Linked DNA regions of Hordeum vulgare: region 1 is linked to region 2. The links are chromatin contacts, called in public Hi-C maps. All regions are on one chromosome and are shown on one strand. Each heading gives the region's core, a stretch centred on a gene start, on an enhancer-like site or on the middle of the called end of the contact. The rest is flanking DNA. Distances are from core to core; before and after follow the strand shown.

The links. Hi-C and Micro-C count contacts between places; a contact is called where the count stands out from the background.
Region 1: a contact with region 2 is called in a Hi-C map of leaf, with 10 times the contacts expected there. The contact joins the promoter of LOC123452982 here to the promoter of LOC123398966 in region 2. A contact is called at or near these places in 3 of 6 Hi-C or Micro-C datasets (leaf and seedling) and 1 of 1 datasets of contacts at active chromatin or transcription factors (embryo).

Annotation. Positions count from the first base shown.
Region 1 is chr5H:339,136,523-339,141,075 of MorexV3_pseudomolecules_assembly, forward strand. LOC123452982 (protein TONNEAU 1b-like) reads right to left here and starts at 2,511. Exons shown (of 8, transcript XM_045129733.1): 1 at 2,311-2,511; 2 at 1,381-1,516; 3 at 756-844; 4 at 549-671; 5 at 20-153. The coding sequence starts at 2,397.
Region 2 is chr5H:338,646,468-338,651,141 of MorexV3_pseudomolecules_assembly, forward strand. It overlaps LOC123398966, which reads right to left and starts at 3,008. Exons shown (of 14, transcript XM_045093403.1): 1 at 2,599-3,008; 2 at 2,173-2,272; 3 at 1,950-2,077; 4 at 1,619-1,778; 5 at 1,380-1,492; 6 at 327-410; 7 at 203-251; 8 at 25-116. The coding sequence starts at 2,600.

The DNA.
Region 1 (4,553 bases), core at 1,261-3,760, 490 kb after region 2:
TAGGTTAAGTGATGCACACCTTCCCATTGGAGGCAGGCCAGCGACTGAAGATGAAGATGGTGGCCTCCTCATGTTCCGGTGCTCAGTATTCAATGTTGGATCAGACTCAGAATTGACCATTCTCCTACCAGCCATCCTCGTTTGAGATAAATTCTACACAATAGAACAATTTCAAGTAAACAAGTAGGCACCGATGGCAGATAAAGGTTTTATTGACTATATTTAGAGGATGATAACATAGTTCTTATTGACAAAATAGTCAAAGTAACTTGTTACTTCTAGTCGTCTATGCTGAGAATCCAAACCAAATACATTTAACTTCCTTACACAGTTAGGATATCCTTAATGAGCAGACTTATTTAGCATTATAAAACTTGTTTACAAAATTAGAATTTCCTTACCAAGCATCACAAGTCTTTTTCTTATAGCTAGACATGCATTTTTTTGACAGGTTGGTTATCCACAAAGAAATACCAATCAAGAAATGTGTCATTCGCCAAATTAATACAGGCCATTTTGATGAACTTCTAAGTAAGCAAGAGATTAACCTCATATTTGAGATATCCTTCAAGAACATCTAGAAGCATGGGACCACTCTCAGCACTCCTGCTCCCTTCAGCTCCATTTTTGTTAGAAAAATCCTTTAGCTCATTCTTCCAAAAGTCCTTGGGCTGATTTACAGTACAAGGCACACATTAGTGGATGCTAATTTTTCATAAGCAGGGCTAGATCCATTAAATACAAGAAATGGTTACCAGATTACATTCTGGCAAATAAACTTTCATCGTGTGACTTAGCTGGGCCCACTCCAAGTATTCACCTATAAGTGCTGTTAATAATCTACCTGCAAGCAACAGAAACTCTAGGGTGTGAACCACTCACATCCAACATGGTTTGCAAAAACATTTTGACGAATGTTGAAGACCTTCAACATTGAAGGCGTATGTGATTGGGACTGGAAGCAACGTAAACAAATGCAATAAGTTGCATTCGACAAATGCTTCTTTCAGTTAACATCGGTGCAGAGGTATGGCAGATAAAGAATCATAGGTCAGTTATTCATAACAGAGGAGCAATGAGGATAGATATTTCAGAAGTGCAGAAGAAAATGAAAAAGGTATGCAACAAGTCTAATTTATTGAGTTCCATTATTGTTAGCTAAAAAAGGTGACCACACTAAAATCGGCCAATATTTAGAGCAGAGAAAAATATTATGATGCAATACAGTGTCAATCTAGTATACATCTGGAATATATATTCACCAACAACAGTACGAAACTGAAAATCATAGAGCATGGTAGGAGTATATAGCAGACCAGATCTGGCAACACGTACAGTTTATCAATCCAATACCTAGGTACCATGTTTGAAAAAACAAACCTGACGATGAAGCATGCAGCTGCTTAGCACGGTCATTGCAGCTACCAAGCAAAGCAGGATTCCCGCCATCTTCGTTCTCCTCTATCACGCGGTCCTCCTCTTCTATGGCCTCAAACACACTTGCTCTCAGTTCAGCCTGGTCATGCAAGACAAATGATGAGAAAAATATGAAGTTCTGTGCCAGAATGAGCAATTCCATGTAGATCTAACTCACAGGAGCATGTAGTTTTCGTCGAACATGGCCTGGGTTAAATAGCAGATAAGGAAGCTATGGATGTAGATTTTATTGAACATAACATAGGTTTAGTGGATAAGGAAACAACAACACATCTTCTCTTCTTCAGCCAACAATTATATATGTGAATTTATTGCATCCTTTAAACTGAGCCACACACCCAACTGTTCTATGTCCTTGCAGAATAACAAAAGGAGCATTGTAAAAATAACAACAAAAATAGAGAAACTGTTGGTGCTTGATGCTTATAGTGCAAACAAAGATGGTATCGCCTCGTAGCACTGAGATCATCTGGTGATGCAGATAACCCACAAGAACATTTTCTACAAGATAATGTAATCGGAACTAGAGTACTGCTCGTATGTCCAGCAATCTGAACAAGAAAAGGAGCAGTAGCACGCGCACAAAAGCTGGACCCTCCCCAACTATCAAATGGTTCCGTGTAGAATCTGAAACGCACAGTGAATCTAACAGGAACGGGGCTCCTAGGGTGAAATTTTCACTCACAAAGGGGTCATTTGTCTACTCCACGCGCGCACAAAGAGAGAAGAAGATGTAGGAGATTCGGCGAAGGGGGTCGTGGGAGCACGAAATGTGGAGATCCTGGAAGGACGCGGGGAGAGAGGGGAGGCAGATCCGCCCTAGCCCCTGGCCCTAGTGGATCGGAAGTGAGAAGGGGGTGGGGAGTGACGGACCCTAATCTTGGCGAGGACGCCCTTCTTCTCGAGGGTGCGGGTGACGAGCGTCTTGAGCTCCATCATCTCCCGCGCGTAGTCGTCCATGTCCTCTCCTCTCTTCCGCGCGGCCTCCTCCCTTTTCTTTTGTGCTCGGGGCGGGGGGCAGGCGGAGGCGGAGGTGGAGCAGCCCTGCGATGCGAGAGGAGGGAGAGAGATGGGAAGGAGAAGAGTAGCAGGGAGGGAGGTCTATTTACTAGACGACCCCCGGCGGTGAATTTATGACAAGTGGGTCCTCGAGATGGACGTTATGTTTTACAATGCGACCCCTCTGCATTGGATGACTCCAAGTGCATAGTTTTGTAGGACAGCAAAAAAAAATCTGAAGGGCTTGTTTGGTTAATCCCTCTCACAAAGGGATTGGAATGGATTGGAGGGGATTAAGGTGGATTTTGACTTGCACGGGATTTAGGGCCTGTTTGAGACTGCTCCGCTTCAGAAAAATCAGCTCTACTCTCAAAATCGCAAGCCAAACGAGGCAGCTCCACGATGTCCAACTCCACAAAAAAACTCGAATCTGAGGGCCAGCTTAGTGTTTTCTGTGAATGTTACAATAATACGCTAATGCAAGATCATATACGACACACCGAGGCACGACATTTGTTAACGAGGTTCACCGATATGGCTACATCCTCCGGGCATGACTACAGGCGCTCCTCCCCAAGATACCGCAACACCGGTCGTCCGGGCGCCGGCATAAGTCGTCCTCCCCTCCCCCCCCCCCCCGTACCTATTGCTATCCGGTCGTCATGGGTTACAACGTGTGGTGCCCCTCGATATATAAGAGGCCTAGGATACAAAGTGTCTGACTCCTACACGACTCGTATTTATCCACACCAATTACAACTCTAAGTCCACGTAACCCCTTGCGTACATAATATTCGACGCAAATATAACAAACTCCACCTTGGCGAATATTCTCCACCACCTAGAAGTCGTCCATGCGTCGAGCCTCCATGTACTTCGAACTTGGATTGTCTTCGTTGTAGCTTACTTAGAGCTACCCAACGGGTCTAACCCGCCGCCACCATGAGACTCCACTGCTACTCCTGCAGCTCCACTCTTCATGACTCCACATGCAGTAGTGCTCCCTTGCAACTTGTAAAGATGCAAAGCCGTCCTCTCTCATATCATCACGATCATCCCATCTTCTATTATTTTCATGGTCTTCTTATCCCGATCACAATGGAATTCCATACCACCATCATGAAGAACACCAAGCGAAATTAGATTCCTCCTTAGCCCTGGCACATACCTGACTCCCCGAAGCATACGCTCAACTCCGTCAAACATCTTGATTTTGATGTCACCTATTCCAGCAACACGATAACCAGTGTTATCGCCCATGTAGGTGAAACCAAACTCACCGGACTTGTACAAAGAGAACCACTCCCTGTTGGACGTCGCATGAAAAGAGCAAGCTGAATCCAACATCCACGCTTCATTTTTAGTTGTCCGTCTGTCTGATACTACGAGAGCATCACTACTGTTGTCTGAGTCACCACCATGAGTAGACATGTTAGCACTAGCCTCACCCTTCAGTTCTGGGCATTCCCTCTTTATATGTCCCCAATCCTTGCACCTGTAGCACTGAACCTTTTTCTTCGTTTTCTTCTCTGCCTCTTGTCCCTTCCTGAGCTTATAACCTTTAACTGCCAACCCCAAACCTTGAGTATTATCCCTTTCAGCAACATTATTTTGCTTCCTCAACTCATGTCCAAGCAACGCTGCCGTGACTTCCTCATTATTGACGGTTGTCTTTCCATGTGTCAACGTAATGACCAAATGCTCATAGGACGGTGGCAACGAAACAAGAAGAAGTAGTGCCTTATCCTCGTCCTCAATCTTCACATCCAGAGGCGCTAGATCCGTGACCAACTGATTAAAGGCGTTCACATGCTCCACAAGATCCGACCCCTCCTGCATCTTCAGCCCATAGAACTTTTGCTTCAAATACAACTTATTGGTCGCTGACTTGGACATACAACGACTTGCCATCTTGTCCCAAATTCCCTTAGGAGAATCTTCGTCCATGACATGATACATGACCTGGTCCGCAAGACACAACCGTATGTTGGCGGCTGCCCGCACTTGCATATCCTCCCACGTATCGTCGTCAACCTTGGCCGACTTTGTCTCCTGCAAACCTTTCAAGATTCACTGTTGCGCCACAAGATCCTTGACCCTTGACTACCATAGACCAA
Region 2 (4,674 bases), core at 1,758-4,257:
AGTTACAAGGAAGTTGAGTGTTACCTGGTATATGCTGAGATTATCTCATCTTTAGTGAAACTATCCTCCTGACTGCCTACATCATGCAAATAGAGACAATCTGGATTCCCACATGTCTGAGAAAAAAAATGGCAAAGCACTGAGAAAGATATCAATAGGTAGAGTACTGGTAAAGGCTGTCAGAATGAAGCATCAATTGTACCATGTTCCGCAGCCATGCATGGCAATATTTCGTGGTGCCAAAGCATGCTCTGCAACAATAGAAAAACTTTAGAATAACAATATTGTGCAAAACTGCTAGAGAAGATACAGGGTATAAGGCTAACCTTAGCACTTTCCCTTCCAAGACAAAATTGTGTACAGCCTGAATACACCGGATGGCCTCTTCTTCTTTGGCATAAGTAATATATCTGAACATATCACAGTAATAACTAGTGAGCCAGCATTTCAACACATCTAATGGTGTCTACAATTATGGAGAGAATAGGAACCATACATCTTATGTTGGTTATCCATTAAGAGTATAGCTACTAAATAGCTCTGAGCCTCTGAGTAGACATGATGGACATAGTCCACCAGAGTTTCAATTGTGGGTCTCCTTATTTTCAGGAAAACTGATGTTTCCTTTAAGCCTTCTTTTGTTTCTAAGTGTTATTAGATAACTAAGCTGAATAAAGGTGTACTACATTCAACAGACTCAAGTAATTCCAAAGACCAAGCTTTCCATATTTTTAAAATATCAGGACCATAAGTACATCAAGCCAGTGCTATACGACTCCTGAGAGAAACATGGAGTACCCAAAACAAACGTGAAATTTTATACTCACCAAAGAACTACAATCTACCCTAAGGAAACTGATAGTTTCAGAGGCAAAAATCTGAACTAGCATCAGTAAACATGGGAATGCCTCATCCAAAATAATTTGGTCGATAAATTCATGAGAAGACTGAAACAGGCACTTCTATATATATTATACAAGATTCCTGGATTTTACGACACTAGACAGCTACATCTTTCATGTGGCCTATAAAGCTATCAAATGTTCTTTACAGATGCTATAAAATTCTAGCGGCCCTCGGTCAATACTTAGATTAGATTAGCCTGAAATTGACGTGGTTGTATCAAGGACATGTCATGTTAGAATCGACGATTATTTGAACTTACTTTTGATGGAAAACCACCTAATACACAACCAAACTCTCACTGTACTTTCTTAGTCGCATACAAACAATTATATAGCTCAAGCAAGTATTGAAGGCTACAGGCACGTATAGTACACAAAGGTAGGATAGTAGTCACTCGATATATCAATGTGATTGTAGCATCGGCCAATATGTATGCATGTTGAAAAGATCATTAGTGTCATTTGTAGACATACACGCTGATACCGTTGTTTGTTGATGTCTGCTGGGAAGGAGCCCCGGTAGGACGTGAAACTGAAACCTTCAAAACCTTTCCATACTGACCAAAGTATTCCCTGCGCTCAAGTACCTAAAACAAAGGATAATAGTAATGTTGGCGTCAGAGCTAGAATTTACAGTGTCACTCAGCATAACAGAATCCAAATCTTCTCTCAGAAGAAAGAATCGAGACATAAGGAAAGAATAATGTGCTCACACTCTCATTGCATAAATTTACAGGTAGCCCAATTATGTAGACCAGGTTTCTCTGTATAACTCTGACACTGGCCAGATGCTTCTTAGCTTCCACAGTTAGTGTCTTTGACTTAACCTTTTGGGTCTTCTGCTTCTTGTCTGTATTTTTATCTGCTACCGTTCTGTATACATGGAATGAACGTAAGTTGCAAGTCTATCATCGCAATATACATGAGGAAAGAGTTTTCGCGCACTGAGTAATCTAGAAAAGGAATCTCCGGTTGATGGCTTAAGCATGGCAGCCCTCGGAGGCAGAGAATGCATATAAAGTGAAAGTTGGAGTCGGGGATTACCTGTCACAAGTGGCAGCCATCTTAACAATCCTGTCCTTGTCATAGCGTGTGCGGCAGGCAGGGCAACGACCCTCTGTGTCCTCTTTCTCAGCCATGTCAATGATGTGGTGCCAGCACCAGACACAAATCTGCAGAGTCGCATACATACAGAAACAAAACAATGAGAGAGCGTCCTGGTTGTTGTGCAGGCAGGGCAGGGGTTAGTCGCTGATGAGGATAGTACCTCGTAGCCACATTTGCAGGGCTTGAGTTGCTGGTCAGTGATGTCCATCTCCTCGGCGCAGAGCGGGCAGGTGCGGTCTCCGTCATCGCTCATCGTCATCCTGCGGTTCCAGCAAGGGGAGAACCCACAGAAACGTCAAATTTAAAAGAGGACCAAAACGAAATCCATATAGGGACAACCCCATAGCTACGGGAAGCCCGAGATCTCAAATATCCGAAGGTCAATCTGCGGGATTCTAACAAATCGGCCACCCAATCTATCCGCAAAGGCGTCTAGGGTCCGAAATTCCAAGCTGGATTGCATCGGATGGCGCATCAAATTAATAATAAACGCACGGGTGCGGCCTAAATTTCCGATCGGATTGAACCAAATCTGCTCGGATGATTACGGAGGAACCGCGGGGGCGGAGGAATCAGGCGAACTCACATTGGAGGTGGATCCGATTGGGCGGCGCGAGAGGCGAAACCCTAGAGGGGATTGACTGGTCGAGGTCTGGTGGCGTGGGCGGGGGCGGGGGCTCTCTCTGATCGAATCAAGCGAACGAGGGAGAGGGGGCGGGGGAGGGAGGGGGGATTGGTGGTGGGCGATGGGTGGTGGATTGGGAGCGAAAAGGTTGGACTTTCGGTGGAGAAAGAGGGAAGTTGAGTCGATGTGTGTGTATGTATGTATGTATGTATGTGCTGCGCCGGGCTTGTGCTGGGGAGGGGAAGGGAAGGGAAGGGAAGACGAAGGAAGGCAAGGAAGGAGATGGCGACGCAAAGAAAGCATAGGGTAGGGCGGAGAAGGGATTGCCGCACCGCGCACCACCACTCGCTCCCTGGATCGCCTCCTCCTGTGCCCTACCATGTGCCCGCTTCCTTGCCTTGTTTAGGCCTTCCTTTCATTCTCATTCCCATGATTCAATCCAAGACATAAAAATAGAAAGCACCATAAAAACGTCCCATGAGATATGTATATGTAAAAGAATTACTAGATGTTTTGTACTTTTATTAACAAAAACAGATGAAAATAAGGCATTGGCGGGTAATCGCCTAGTCTGTTGTCTTCAACCGATTTCATGTTAATGGTTTTCGGACTCCCGTGTTTCCTTTTTCTTTTATTCCTCGCCGTTGGGTGATTGGTTATATCAAGTTTTTTCTTGGTCGATTAATTGGCGATCTCGCTACAAGGTCGGGGGCCAGCGAATATTGGTAGCGTTGATGCTATGAAATTGTTATATTTATATTTATCTTCCTTTCGTTTCAGCAACTTCGGCCCTTTTCAACAGCTCCCTGCTCCGCAGCTTCGCTCCTGGAGCGGCCAGAGCGGAGCGGTCTGCAACCTATTTTTGTAGAGTCGTGAAAACGGCGTTCCATCCGCTCCCGTATTTTACGGAGCTAGATGGTTGCCGAACAGGGTCTTCTTCTTTGAACCTTGTGTGTGTCGCTGCTCTCGTAGTCGCTAGCCACCAGCAAGAGAATGGGATTGATGGTCATTCAAGATATGGAATCCATTAACATTTTCTTCCTCGTGGACTTTTCTTTCCCTCTGCCTCCGGCTTCTTCTCTACAACTTATGCATATTGGATTTGATAGCTTTTCTAGAACTAAAACATATATAATTTTACTTTCTCATAAATGTTAGATTTTTATATAAAGTTTTGTACATTTGAATTCTAACATACTATTTTACAAAGATGTAAAAAATAAAGAAAAATATTTTTTAGTTTTCAGCAAGGATGGAGCAAAATGGACCAAAGAAAAACCTTAGACGGCTTGGTCGTGCACCAAGGGTGTGTGTGACTCCCATGGCCACCGCCTCTCGCACCTCTTCGTTCTCATGGTTTATGTACCCAGTTAAGTCCAAATTTGGGATGGTTTTACCTTTGTTTTGTGCCTACATAGTATACTTTGCCAGATTTTATCGCGTGCACGCACTTTTTTCATATGTTTTCATCGGGATGTCGTTTTCGGGTGTGTTTGAAAGTTTAAGAAAAGAATGTCAAGAAAGGGTGATGAAACCACACCAATTAATGTGATAAATTATCATCATAAAGCATTGGGGAGGAAACCTGAGCTACGAGGGAGCAAATAGAGCGCTTAATGACACGTGGTACGAGCGCACGTGCTCGTACCGCCCCTCGTACCACGTGTCATCCCCGCCATCTGGGCAACTACTTTAACCTCGTGTGATTGGATCAAGGATCAAACGACTGATACGTCTTCATCGTATCTACTTTTCCGAACTTTTTTGTCCTTGTTTTGGACTCTAATTTGCACGATTTGAATGGAACTAACCCGGACTAACGTTGTTTTCAACAGAATTGTCATGGTGTTGCTTTTGTGCAGAAATGAAAGTTCTCGGAACGTCCTGAAAATTTACGGAGAATTTTTCTGGAAAATATGAAAAATACCTGCGCAAAGATCCATCGGAGGGGATGGGCCAGTGGGCCACAAGCCCTCTTGCCGCGGCCACCCCCCCCCCCCCCCCCGACCGTGACAACCAAGCTTGTGGGGCCCACGT